Linked DNA regions of Zea mays: all the other regions are linked to region 1. Evidence: chromatin contacts called from public Hi-C data. All regions are on one chromosome and are shown on one strand. Each heading gives the region's core, a stretch centred on a gene start, on an enhancer-like site or on the middle of the called end of the contact. The rest is flanking DNA. Distances are from core to core; before and after follow the strand shown. Region 1 holds the start of LOC103647455 (dormancy-associated protein homolog 3). Region 2 holds the start of LOC103647452. Region 3 holds the start of LOC100280298 (choline/ethanolamine kinase).

Evidence for each region. Hi-C and Micro-C count contacts between places; a contact is called where the count stands out from the background.
Region 2: a Hi-C map of leaf shows a contact between it and region 1, with 2.5 times the contacts expected there. The contact joins the promoter of LOC103647452 here to the promoter of LOC103647455 in region 1. A contact is called at or near these places in 5 of 25 Hi-C or Micro-C datasets (bundle sheath, ear, leaf and 1 more).
Region 3: a Hi-C map of leaf shows a contact between it and region 1, with 6 times the contacts expected there. The contact joins the promoter of LOC100280298 here to the promoter of LOC103647455 in region 1. A contact is called at or near these places in 8 of 25 Hi-C or Micro-C datasets (bundle sheath, ear, leaf and 2 more).

The regions. Positions count from the first base shown.
Region 1 is chr2:188,799,929-188,804,439 of Zm-B73-REFERENCE-NAM-5.0, forward strand. LOC103647455 (dormancy-associated protein homolog 3) reads left to right here and starts at 2,219. Exons shown (of 3, transcript NM_001365034.1): 1 at 2,219-2,670; 2 at 2,888-3,002; 3 at 3,581-4,031. The coding sequence starts at 2,376. The coding sequence ends at 3,608.
Region 2 is chr2:188,559,560-188,564,070 of Zm-B73-REFERENCE-NAM-5.0, forward strand. It overlaps LOC103647452, which reads left to right and starts at 2,681. Exons shown (of 3, transcript XM_008671990.4): 1 at 2,681-3,421; 2 at 3,585-3,665; 3 at 3,773-4,063. The coding sequence starts at 2,792. The coding sequence ends at 3,883.
Region 3 is chr2:188,970,289-188,974,799 of Zm-B73-REFERENCE-NAM-5.0, forward strand. LOC100280298 (choline/ethanolamine kinase) reads left to right here and starts at 2,750. Exons shown (of 11, transcript NM_001153225.1): 1 at 2,750-3,174; 2 at 3,425-3,516; 3 at 4,009-4,115; 4 at 4,488-4,511. The coding sequence starts at 2,993.

The DNA of each region.
Region 1 (4,511 bases), core at 969-3,468:
GAATGTGGCATTCCATAACTTTCCAAAGTGTATATTTAAATATATCTCAAATTTATGGGGTGAAAGATGGAAATTGATTCTATAGATTTATATGCTACTTTTCTAATGTATAATTTATAGCTCACTCTTTTACTTACTTTTCTATAACATAATGTAGTTTATAACTATCTCTTATATGATTTAGGATAATATACAAATATAAACAAATATAAACAAATATATTAATTTAATTAGTTTTGTCTAAATTATAATTATTAGAATGAAATTCAATTCCAACAAAATAAATGGGGCCTTAGAATAAAATTTTAGAGTTGCATGAGTGTGGATTAGAGCCGGATATCGAGCCAACTCGTCCCATCTCGTTAGCTAACGAGCCATAGAGTCAGCTCGACTCGGCTCGTTTACGAGCTGGAGTTGGCTCGTTTAGCTCGCGAGCAAGAACAGGAAAAACAATATGTATATAACCAATTTTTAGTTATTTTTAAACTAATTTAACAATAGAAAATAATAATTATACTCATACAGACCATATCAATACAACACCAAGTAAACACACCTTATCACTCATCAATTTAATAATTCACACATGTTCATCATTTTAACCCACAATTATATTCACATAAACCAATTTAACACATAAACATAGTTTATCAATCATTAGTTTAATTTAAATGCCATAGCACCATATATATATATATTAATCAATTATTATGTAAAATGTATTATCTCATCAACTGCTGGACCAGAGGCGCCCGTGCCGTGCATTGTCTCGTGTTGGTGTGGGGCACGGTGCATGCCACGCTTTCTTCTCGACACGAGGGCGCCAGGCTCGTCCAGCGCGTGGCGTCCTGGAGTTGGCCTTCAGCAGTTGATCTTATCTGCTCGAGGAAACTCACAGTCGCGCGGGCCCGGCACTGAGTGAGACCCAGCCCGGCCAATCAAAAGTTTTCTGACAGTTCGTTACAATCGACTCCTCTGTTTACGTGAGAATCGATTCGATAAAAATAGAGTATAAATTATAATCTAAATTATATGATCCTGATTATAACTAGATTATTATAATTTATATGTAGCTGTTTGGTAAGTTAGCTTATACAAATATAGATTATTCACAAAGATAACATTACTTTTTTTTATTTATTGAGGTGAGGAAAGAAAGATGACATATATTGTAATTTCTATTTACATAACCATGGATGGTGAAATTTTTGCCAAAAATAATCTCAAATAAGCTACTATTGAGTAGATTATGAGATTATCATAATCTAAGTTTTAGATTATATAATCTGAATCCATAATATAGTTGTTTGTTTAATTGCTGGTTTATTGCGCTGGATTATATAATCCGGAGAGATTATAATCTGAAACAAACATGATTTAAATAAATGTAAATGTAGAATCCGGCGAGTCTCCACATGCACGAACTCTCATGTAGTCCTGGGAATTGGCCCAGCCTGGCCTGAATCTGTCGTGCTTCGGGTCAAGAAGGTCCAAAAACTTTTGGGTCGTGTCGTAAAGCCCGAAGTATAAAAACAGAGGTCCAGTTTGGCTCTAAACCACGTTGTGTCTTTGTTGAGCCGTGTCAGCCTAAACCTGACCCATATATTTGATCACATAAAATCAAAAATATTACAACCGCATAAAGTCTATAACTTACTAAATTAAAGATATTAAACAATCCTAACATCATTTGATCACATAAAGTCTAAATTGGATAGACTAGAAGAAAGAAAGTCTGTGTACAGAGAATCACTAGCTAGTTGCCTATGCTTTGATATGGTTGTTACATATCGTATAAATAGATATTGAGATATTTATTTAAATATAATTATTGTTTATTTCTAAACACTAAGACATGTGATCCGGTGGTTAACTCCAAATTTCTAGAACAGGGAGGTATGAGTTCGAGTGATCGTCCACGTTAAATTTTTAATAGATTAGCATAGATTAGTGTTCTCTGTATTTATATTTAACATGATGTAGAGCTGTATATTTAAGTCACAGAGATGACTTAAATGGCGTATTTGAAGACAGTGTTTTAAGACACGGAGGAAAAAGAAACTGACAATCCCAAGTTACAGTGTTACACATGGCCCCCCAAATATCTCGCCTAGATCATCTCCCTACCCCTCAAAATTTCGACTATAAAACTGCACTGCTCCCTTGGTCCTCCAAGAAGAAAGGAACAAAGGAGAGAGATCTCGATCCGCACACCTCACGCCTCTCTTCCTCTCGCCCCAAGGACAACGAAAACATCAAACAAGAGAACCAAAGGAAACAGAGCAAGAGCATCGCTCTCGAAGCAAAACGCGCACCACGCCGTCGCCGGCCGGCCACTTCGCACGTACGTAGGACGCGCACGCACCGGTGCATATATGGGGCTCCTGAACCAGCTGTGGGACGACACGGTGGCCGGGCCGCGCCCGGACTCCGGCCTCGGCAAGCTCCGCAAGTACGCCTCCTTCTCCCCCTCGTCGTCGTCGTCGGCGGCGGTGGCGGCGGCGGCGGCGGCGGGCTCCGCGCCGCCTCCGGGCGCCGTGACGCGGAGCTTGACCATGCTGCGGCGGCCGGCGGCGCTGTCCGTCGTCACGTCGCCCCGCAGCGAGTCCAGCTCCGCGCCGTCGTCCCCGTCGCCCGCAAGCGGCGCTCCGGATTCGCCCTTCGGCGCAGGTGACCGGCTGGCGCCACCATGTCTCTTTTTTTCCCCCAGCTCTTGCTGTCTCTGTCTGTGTGTGTGTGTGTGTGGTGTTTCGGTTTTGGCCAGCCGAATGAATCTTTGGGATAGCTAGATGATACTGTAGATCCGAAACAAAAAAAAAACGAAGCACGGCTGATTTTTGTTGTATCTCTCTGCACGGTCGCCATCGTGACATGATGCTAGCTGCAGCGACGACGCCCAGGGGAGAGGGCTGGACGAAGAAGCTGCGCGGGAAAGCCAGGATGGGCGGCGGCGGCGGTGACGACGCCCCCGGCACGCCGAGGAGCCCCACCGTGTACGACTGGTGCGTAGCACTATCCTCTGGCCCGCTAATTTATAAAATTCATTCACACGCACGTATTGTACATGTATTATATTTATGATTATGATGATGATCTACTATCTGCTACTACTACCTTGGTTTATCGCACTGTAATCGCGTGGTACCACATATATTTCTGAACGTACCGTACGTGCTGCTAGGATCGGAGTACCCGAAAATTTCAACCCGCAACCCGCTATTTTGATAGCAATATTTAATATAAACAATTATACAATTATGTTTATGTATTTAATCTGAATTCTTCATCTATTGGCCATGTTTAATTTACAAGTAAACCTGAGTAGCTATGTTTCATATTTTCGTTTACTGGAATTGCTACAGTTTTAATGTTATAATTACATATGGTATTTATCTAAGTTATATCTTTAATTTATTCGAAAATAAAATATTTAATATATTTAAATATGTTGGAAGCATGTTACTTGGTTCTCTAAAATTACAAAAAAATGACTAGTAGGGACACGCAAGGATCTTGCTTGGATTTGATCTGACATCATCTGATGTGCGTGTCCCCTTCTTCTCCCTCCCAACGGCTGCAGGGTGGTGATCAGTTCGCTGGACCTCTGAAGCCCAAGCCAAGACGAGAACTGCACAAGGAAACCCACCACCACCATCAACACAGCTAGCGAACTGAAGGAGGGAGGGGGCAGAGGGGCCATGGCCATGTAATGTAACGACCAATCTCTTTCAGAGCTTCTGGTGACGTGTCCAGTTACTATATACATACATACGTTAACGGTGTACTATGTGTCTTGTTGTAAATGTCACCCCTGCGAGGTGTTGCCGATTTTGTAAGCTACTACGTACTACTACGCTCGGCATGTCACCGTGTGCAAGTGCAACACAAGTTTGTAAAAATGACTAGCTAGTAGTAGCAATGCTGTTGCTGTACGAGTAGGCCTCCCTCTGCTTTGTACAGGGGTAGTCCAACAAGTATATGGTTTGCTGGTGCCATGTAAAAATGTATATAGAATCCTACGTTCACGCCCAGCAAGGATGCGTGGTTGAGTGTTCTGGACTCTGGACAATACTACTATCCAATAACAGCCATACCGTGTTTTTTTCCTGGGCCAATTAATTGTATGCGATTGGAAAATATACTCGTTCTTTGCGTGCCACTAGTTATATATGTCATACACATAAAAAATATACCTATATATATATATCAGTTAATGACATAAATGAGTATAAAATCTGATAGCAACTAGAAATTCTTCTTTTTTTCGTTAGCATCTTGGCTTGTCTACCAAAGAAATAATATCTCTCGTCATGGGCGCCGCTGATTGTTTAGCGCTTTCGGTCTGTCCATCGCATCGCATCGCACTCCCGACGTCAGATCGGCGTGCCGTTTATCCAGCAGACACCGGCGCTGTCGTCCTCTCATCTCATCTGTCCGGACTCCGGCTCGCTCCCTGCCGGCCAGTACGGGACGACGGCACAGCGTTGCTGTGTCACCTGTCCGTCTCTTGA
Region 2 (4,511 bases), core at 1,431-3,930, 240 kb before region 1:
GAGATGTTTAAATGCACTATAGCTAATAGTTAGTTGGTTAAAAAATTGATAGCGGAATTTAGCTAGCTAACAAATAAGTAGCTAACTATTAACTAATTTACTAAAAATCGCTAATAGTTGACTATTAGCTAGGATGTTTGGATGTCTCCAGCTAATTTTACTCACTAACTATTACACCCCATTAGTTTCACAACTGTAAGATTTAACCATTGTCTAAAACAGAAAAGCCGTCCCCAAGAAAATAGACTAGCTTCCGCAACAGACCAGGTAAATTAATTTTCATTTGACTATATTTAAAAGTGTCACACCATACTACTTTCCGTCGTCAAATATCTGATCGTGACTCCAGCTTTCTCGTTCCTCTGCCTGGAACCTACATCTACAATTCTACATTAACCCGGCCGGGCGGGCAGCGCTCGAGGGGTCGCCGCACGCGCGCGCACAGTGAGCCATTCTATTTTCAGTGGCTCGGGTGGGCCGGCAGCTGGGCTGAACCAGGCCAGCTCGGCGGAGAGGGGGAGGATGCGAGAGGCCGCGTGGATGGACCGGCTAAAGAAGGAACCGACGTTTCTTTGTTTTTTTATTTAATTTAAAACCCCTTTTCTCACCCCTTGACTTTTACCAAAAGGAAATTAAGCAAGAAGAATGTTCTCAAACACAAACTTTAATAGAAAAGCACCATCATGTATGCAACATATCAATCATACTCTATGGTCTATTTTAGTAAGGTAATTAATAAATCATATAAATATCATGTGGCATGAATACCAAGGCAAGTAATCTTTATAAATCTGCATTTCAACTTAATTTTTTTATGCAGAACGAATTAGGATGTTACATCTTGTTCTTGTCGTATTTGGCGCATTGGTTCATAACGCACGATTGTAATGACAATGGGGTACCCTAAGTCTATGTTACCAACAATAGCCCCCAATGCCTTGATGGCAAGCCAATTGATCGAGTCGTCCCCTTTGTGTCACCTCTTCATGGGTCTTTGGGTGTATCCCTTTGGGCTACCCATTGATAGTAAATCCTCCAGTGTTTCCCCTTAGTTGAGCTATGTACTAGAGGTACTTGGTAATTTTCCATCGAGTTCTCTTATCAATTTCTTTGGATATGGGCAAAATATTTGGTGTATCAAATATTGGACATTAATAAGTCATGTTTTTATAAGGATGAAATTGGCATGAGAATTCAAGGCACCTTGTCTTTCCTAATTCATTTGTTACATCCATGATGCACGTAGTCCACTCTATGAATCAATCACAAATCTTGATTGTTGGCTTCCATTTGGGCCTCTTCAAGGGGGGCTATTTATAACAAGATGTGGATGGCCCATCGGGTTCACACACTCTTCGTCCTTGAAAACACTAGATTAGAAAGTAATCTGTCCATTCTCAAGGGATTCTTGATCCTCCATCATTGCCAGCAACGCTAGAAGAAGGCCTTCAAGATCAACTTCTACAGGCATCTGGACACAATGTTTGGTGTTCATACTAGATGCTAGTGGAAGTTTTGCAAATATATGGAGTAATGCCACCATTGGTGACCTTGGGGTGGAGGTAGTCATTGCACTTTGCAATTAATGTCCCTTAGTTTCATCCATGGCATGACACGATGGGGCCAAATGACAATATTACCATCAAAGCACCTACAGTGGCCCTTAGCGAGTGGAGGACCATCTTAGCATGGTCTGAGATGACCACACCAAATTGTTCCCGCCATGGCTACTGGTGGTTGTATCAATTTGAAGAATTGGGACACTAGACGATCCTTTATTCTTTAGAGTGGTCAATGAGCAGGTAGATCTCTTCATTGTTTTTTGTATCCCTCTTCTATATGGGGATGCTAGTGGAAGTTTAACAAGAATGGTCTTGCTTTGGCTCTCCTTTCTACAGTAGTCGATGATTGCAGGCGTGGCGCTTCAAACTCCATCACATCCCATTTCGATAAAGATGTTAGTGGAAGTTTTGTGACATTGGACCTTATTTTGTCTTTCTAGATCAGCGACCTAGTCCTTGCAAGGTGTCGGTCGAGTGCTGATTTGGATACACAAACTCTTCTCTAGTTTCTTTTGCATAGGCGTATTTGTAAATGCAATCAAGCTCTAATTATGTGTTTTGCACATATAACCAAATACATGTCATATACAAGTGGAAATGTTATTTGTACAAAATTTGATACTACCTTACTTATTTCCTTACAAAAGTAATGTTTTGTTGATAGTTTTGACTATATGAAATTGTTTGTGAGTTATGTGTTACGGAAAAAGTTATAAATAATTTATTTAAAATAACTCTGAAGCCTACCCTTTGAAAATGGGCGTAAAAATGCCTCTCCATTTCTACCATTTGAAAAATCAGAAAGTCAAAATTCAAAAGAAGGGTCCAAGTTGCTGCAAAAAAATGTACTAGTTCTTTCAAGTAATTTTCAGAAAACATGCATTTTGATTTCGACTGAACGAAGAAGTTCCCAGTTTGAAACAAAAGTTACATTAGTCAATACTAGACCGGGGGGGGGGTATCAGAGTTGAGTAGGCACATGCGTAGCTGTCCGTCGAAGTGATGCTCCATCTTCTCCTTCAAGGATCTCAGATTCACACAAAATTTTGACGAAACGAATAAAGGCAACGGAAGTATTTGCACGAGGCTTGCGGCCATGGAGAACTACATAGGGAGACACACTTGATTTCCCTTGGCTCGGCGTGCAAACGAGAACATATAAATGCATCTCGCATTCTTGCATTGCTCGTCTGAACCAATGAACCATGCCTCCTCGATCTAGCCGGTGAATGTTGCAGCAGCTACCAATGGATGATCGTGGTGGCGCTAGCAGCAGCGGGAGCAGCAGATGGCGTGGGTGTCGCGACAAGGAGAGCAGCTATGGCCACCACCACCACTGGCCTCCTCCGCACTCAGCTAGATGCCTCTGCCTCTGCCTGCTGCTCTCGCTCACCCTCCTGCTCGCCGCCGCCGCCGCGCTGCTGGCCGTCTTCGTCACGAGGCTGAAGAAGCCGGCCTTCTACCTGCAGTCCATCCAGATGGACAGGTCCTTCAGCCTGCTGACGTGGTCGTCGAACCCGAACCGCAGCGCGGACGACGGGACGGCGGCGCCGTGCGCGGTGGCGTCGCTGGTGTTCGCGGCGCAGAACCTGAACGGGGTCGGGATACGGTACGGGGCGACGGTGCTGGACGTGGCGTACGCGAACGAGTCGGTGGGCGCCCTGGACGTGCCGGCGCTCTACCAGCCCCCGCGGAGCGCCAACGTGACGGTGCTCGTGCACGCCGTCCTCGCGCAGCGGAACGTCACCCGGCTCCTCGTGGGCGAGCTGTCGGCGCAGAGGAGGTACATGGAGGTCAGGGTCGCCGGCCGCGTCGACGCCCGGACGCACATCATGAACGTCCCTCTTCCCAAAGTTCAGGTACTGGACGTACGCACACTGCACACTCATTCTCTTCTACGGTTCTACGTAGCAATCTCATTTTTTCAAATAAAGCAACGGTCATGTACTGCTTACTACTAGTACATCTGAAGTTCTTTATTTGTTTTCTGAAATTTGGGCCCCTTCTTTTTTTATTTTGTAGTTTTCGCTGGATTGTAGATTTGGAGCTAACTACACCGAAATTGTGCTACGGGAGGGAATCGAGTCCGTGATGACACGCAAGGTATTTCTTGCCCGGCCCGCAGCATACAATGTTTTGTGGCACTGTTCAGACGCGCATGCTTGTGTCACACGACTGATCTAGAAATATTTATTTCATTGCTTGTGCAGGCTCTCGTCGTACCTTCGCTGCCTCACCTCTCGCAGAAGTGCTCTATCAAGATTAGCTTGAGGCCGCGACGAGCAAAGGGAACAAGTCTTGACGATTTATTAGGCTGCTGATATTAAAGATTCACAGATTATTTTTTTACTTAGGGCTAGGGTGGTAGGGGAGAAGAATTCTTTTCAGTGTCTCAAGATGTAAATACACATGATCTGGTCAACTTTGCAACTGTTCATTTCCATCGTTACATTGTTAATGTCGTTTTAGCTTCAAGCACTAAACAAGCCTGAAGTTTATTACTCGAGTTTTCATTAGTAAAAAAGTTTGAAGCTATAGAAAATAGCAACAAGATTTATGGCATAATACAATTATGATCATTAGCACATCCTAAGATATATATTTTATAATATATTGATTTAGTGTCATGAATATTTGTGTTTTTAATAATACTTAAAAATTTCGACCGATGACAATTCTAACAATTGAATCATTCGTTTAGGTTCACTCTTTGAACAATACAATATGCAGTGTACAATAGTGTTTTGTACGACCATATATATGCACAGTGCATTCGCACGAGGTAAAGAAAAGCACACACCAGAATAAAATAACGAACAGTGCGAGCATTGCAGTATTCAACGGATTGTTTTTCTCCGAGGACCGGAACAACGAACAACCGAAACAATAGTCGATCTAATCGATAAACATGGCAGAGAAATTGTGAACACCGGAAGGTTTAAGAGAAGA
Region 3 (4,511 bases), core at 1,500-3,999, 170 kb after region 1:
GGCGGTAATTCAATAACGGCCGCCGAAAATATGGAATAAAAAACGCAAAAAATACCTTACGACGGGGAAGAGCTTGGCGACGACGGCGGAGTGGTTCCACGACGGTGGCGGCTCGGGGCTTTGAACGGCGGCGGTGGAGTAGGAACGGCGGCGGTCGACGGTGGTGGCTCGGGCGACGGCGGCCTCGGCCGAAGTCCCGCGCAGGGGCGCTGCGCGGCGCGGGGGTGGCCCGGGAGCGGCGGCGCAGGGCCGGCCGGGGAGCGGCGGCGCGTGGCCGGCGAGCGGCAGCGCGGGGACGGCCAGGAGCGGCGGCACGGCGGCTGGAGGAAGGCGGCGCGGGCGGGCGAGGCAGACAGAAAGAAACAGAGAAGAAGGTCGGGCCCGACCTTTTTAAACTTTTAGTTTTCGGCGGCTAGGGCTAGCCGCCGAAAATAAGCAGTTATTTTCGGCGGCTGTGTCAGAAGCCGCCGGAAATAACACTATTTTCGGCGGCTGTGTCAGTAGCCGCCGGAAATAGCGTAATTTTCGGCGGCTGTGTCAAGCCGCCGAAAATAACTGCTTATTTTCGACGGCCAACCCCTGGCCGCCGAAAATAACAGCGGCCGCCGAAAATGGTGTACAGGGCTGTTGTGGTGCCTTATTAATGCGCAGTACGGTCAACTTCCATGAAGATGATGCTAACATTGCTTCGGCGAGTAGGACACAAACAATGACGATTAAGTACTGAACACCTTATTTCTGTTGTTCCCGTTACCCTGATTACTTGACCACGCAACATGTCAAGATACTTCCTTAGCCTTATCCCGGAGCCCAAATATACGGCAAACCGCTCACTCTTTTTCTTCAAAAAAAAATCATATTATACACGTGTATTCATTATTATGAACCCGCGTAAACATACACGGCGACTCTATAAGCAGCTTCAGAAGACTAACAAACCAATCACAATCAGCCTCAAGATCGACAAGGTCGTTATATAGACGTCTTGTCATCACCCTTGATTCGACGGTTCCTGAAAATGTTACCTAGTAGTATTGCTCTTGTGGTCTTGAAAATCAACGAGTTTTCCTCTCAAAAATACAGTGACAAAACTGTTGCGCTATAAGGAGCGTAGCCGACTTACATATAGCTAATCCTTTTTGGTTTCAAAATAGATGACCTAAAGGCTGTGTTTCATGTTTTTGTTCGTCTATGGTTTTGCGAGTAATAATCATAATCTCAATTTGATCACACTTACCAGTAAAAAAAACAGAGACGCGGTGCTTGAGCCACTCACTCGCATTAAGCTATGTTAAAATCTTTAGAGCTAAAATTAGTGGTCAGACACCTTTAGCTAATACCTTGTAACAATTAGTTTATTAACATGTTCAACTCAACTAACAATTGTTAGATATGTAAGGACATGTACAACGACTCTTCTATTCCACCTCCTATCTTAGAGCCCGTTTGGCAGGGCTTTAGCTCTAACTTTTCTCTAGCAAAAAGCCTGAGCAGTGTCAATCACTCTTTTTTTAAAAACAATTTACTACTAAAAGCATCTAAAGGTCATAGTTATTTTTGTACTACGAAGAAGAAGCCACAAACAATACCTTCACCGGCTTTGGCGCTGACACTTTAATATAAGAAAATGACTCTGACTCTATGATAAGTTGTTTATGTCAAACGATTTATAAAATGCCTTTAGTTCTACTATAAAGCTGTTTTAGAGGAAAAGCTAGAGCTTAAAGCTGTTTTGGTGCAAGTCATACCTGACGCATCCTTATTATCTATTGGACACGGTCTAACGATTCCAAACATGACCTCAGCAACAGCAAGAGCATAGTACACGACAACAAGAGCATAGTACACGACAAAATATCTTGTCCAGTCTCGTAATCGCAACTTCGTGACCCGAAAAGATCGACAAACAAACCCATGACGACATAGGACAACGGAGACCCAAGAAGTAGGGGTGGTAATAAATCATGGTCCAAATAATTTTTCATAATTACTTAGAGCTAGGGATGAAAACGGTCGGAAACATTATTTATTCGGTAATCAGTTTTTTAGTCGTTTTTCTTTGATTGTGAATAAATAGGATATAGAATCTATAATACAAATTTGTATTCTTGTTTTTAACATTCAGCTTCTAAAGATTCATAAAAGTTAAACCTCAAATTTATCATATATTTTTTTAAATAATAGATATAAACTTCGGTATGGATTCGGAAATAAATTCGGTAATTTTTTCAACTTTTTGTGTTGTAGGGAGCAAATAATACATAAAACAATTTATGTAATATTTTATTCATATTTGTACTAATGTGCTTGATAATATAAAAAAGATCAATATCAAATTATATATATATATATATCTATTTTAAAATATTAAATTTGTCCTAACAGTTCAAATTACCATTTTTATTCCTACTTAAAGCACTAAATTCGATTCTAGATTCTAATATGATATTTAAATTTTATAGTGTAAAATTTATAGCAAATTGTCATCTCTCCAGAGGAGAGCCGACAACGATTCAGATCCCACGGGCCAAAATATCCGGCGTCCATGTCCATGGCCCTGTGGCCCATCGCTCTCCGGTGGCACGCCCGCGCGCAGTGGGACAGACGCGCACGCCACGCGTTAGGTCGGGACGAGGCGCGAGCACGCGACCGACCGTGGCTCGGGCCCGCCATGCGGCCTCAGTACTCGAGTGGGCGTTATATACGCGCGCTGTTCGGATTCGCGCTCACTGTCTTGCCTGTTGCCTCTGCGGCTTTGCCTGCGCTCACGGACGGTCACTGGCTCACGCTCCCCTCGCCTGCGTCGCCTCGCCTAGACAAGAGACAAGACGCCTAGTCGCCTCCGATCGAAATCGAATCGAGTCGGGTGGGCTCGGGCCCGGTCTTGTTGTCTTGTCTCCCAGCTAGGAATAGCGCAACGAGATCCCTCGCGCGCGCGGACCCCGGAGAGGCCGAGGGAGGGTGACAGGGCGTGTCCTCGACCGCGAGGGGAATGGGATCGGAGGGACGGGCCTGGAACGGCGCGGGCATGGCCGCCGGCAGCGGCTATGGCGGCGGGGTAGAGGCGAAAGCGACCACCACGGCTGTGTCGGCCGCGGCCCCCGCGGAGGTTCCCACGTCGGCGGCCTCCGTCGACATCTCGCTGCCGCTCCTGAAGATGTCGCCTCGCATCATGCAAGTACCCCGTCCCCACATCTATCTTCGATCCTCTTGCTTCGGCTCGCGCTCGCGCTCGCGCTTGCGCCCGGCCTGGTCACGCTGTGAGGTCGTGTCATGTTCGGGTACTCGCGATCGCGAGGCGTCGTACCCGTGCTCGGGAACGAGCCGGTAGTGTTTGAGAAAATGCCTCCGAGCGTGTGGGAGACAGGAGTGTGCTGATGCACGGAAAGGCTCTCTGATCTGGGGATTCCTGGTGCTTTTTCAGAGCTCTCTGCAAGGAATTGGTCGAAGGGTGGTCGTCGATTGACAGCTCGCTCTTCTCCATCGAGACCGTGTCCGGGGGCATCACGAATCTATGTGAGTTGTTGTGGCATGGCTTGTAGCGCCATTCAGAATTCCTCGCCTTTTTCGCCTGAGCAGCATGATGATTGTAGTAAATGAAATGAATAGTGCATAATAGTTACATTGAAATGTTCCACATCGTTGACATGAGTACATAACTTTTTTATCTCCTACTGTAACGACCATTTGTCCGCTTCGGCTTCCTGCTCCTCATTGTTCCCGTTTACTGATAAAGCAGCAGAACCTAATGCTTTTTGCAAACTGTGTGCGATTAGATTAGATAGTCTCCGGGGTGCTGCATAATATTTCCTTTGGCCTGTATCATTTCTGCTGTCATTGCCACATCTGCGGATCTGCCGCACTATGCTTGCAGCATTAGAAAGTAAGAACAGCCTGCTGTCTGTATCCGCCACCCATAGGGATGATTCACATGAGCAAGGTTTCCTGTGTGCAGCAATTTTTTTTTTCAATTTATAGTCCATGATGTTTATTTGTTATTACCTACAGTGCTGAAGGTTTCTGTCAAAGAAGACAACGGCAATGAGTCTTCTGTTACTGTTCGGTTGTATGGACCAAATACGGACTTGGTGATTGATAGGAAAAGGGAATTGCAGGTGAGAATCTGAGTGGTACGAGATTGTGTGTTATAGTCATATTATACTAACCTAGTAACCTGCATCCTATAGTATTCTACATTGGGTCTAGTATGACCCCTTGTATTTGGTGTCATATTTTTATAGTGGCATATTTTCAATTCTTCTAGACATAGCATAGTCATGGTCTTGTAGTAGCATCTGTCCTACCAAGTGCATTACCTTTTGTTTCATATCTGTACCTTTTCCCTGACAAATGGATTTCATTTCATTCTCTGAAAATTGCTAACCTAGAATGATAGTTTTTAAGGGTTCCTAGACTGTACACATAGTATAATTTATCTCGGTTCTAAAATATTTCCTAATGCATACATCTATTACCGTCATGGTTAGGCGATACCATATCTCTCAGCTGCA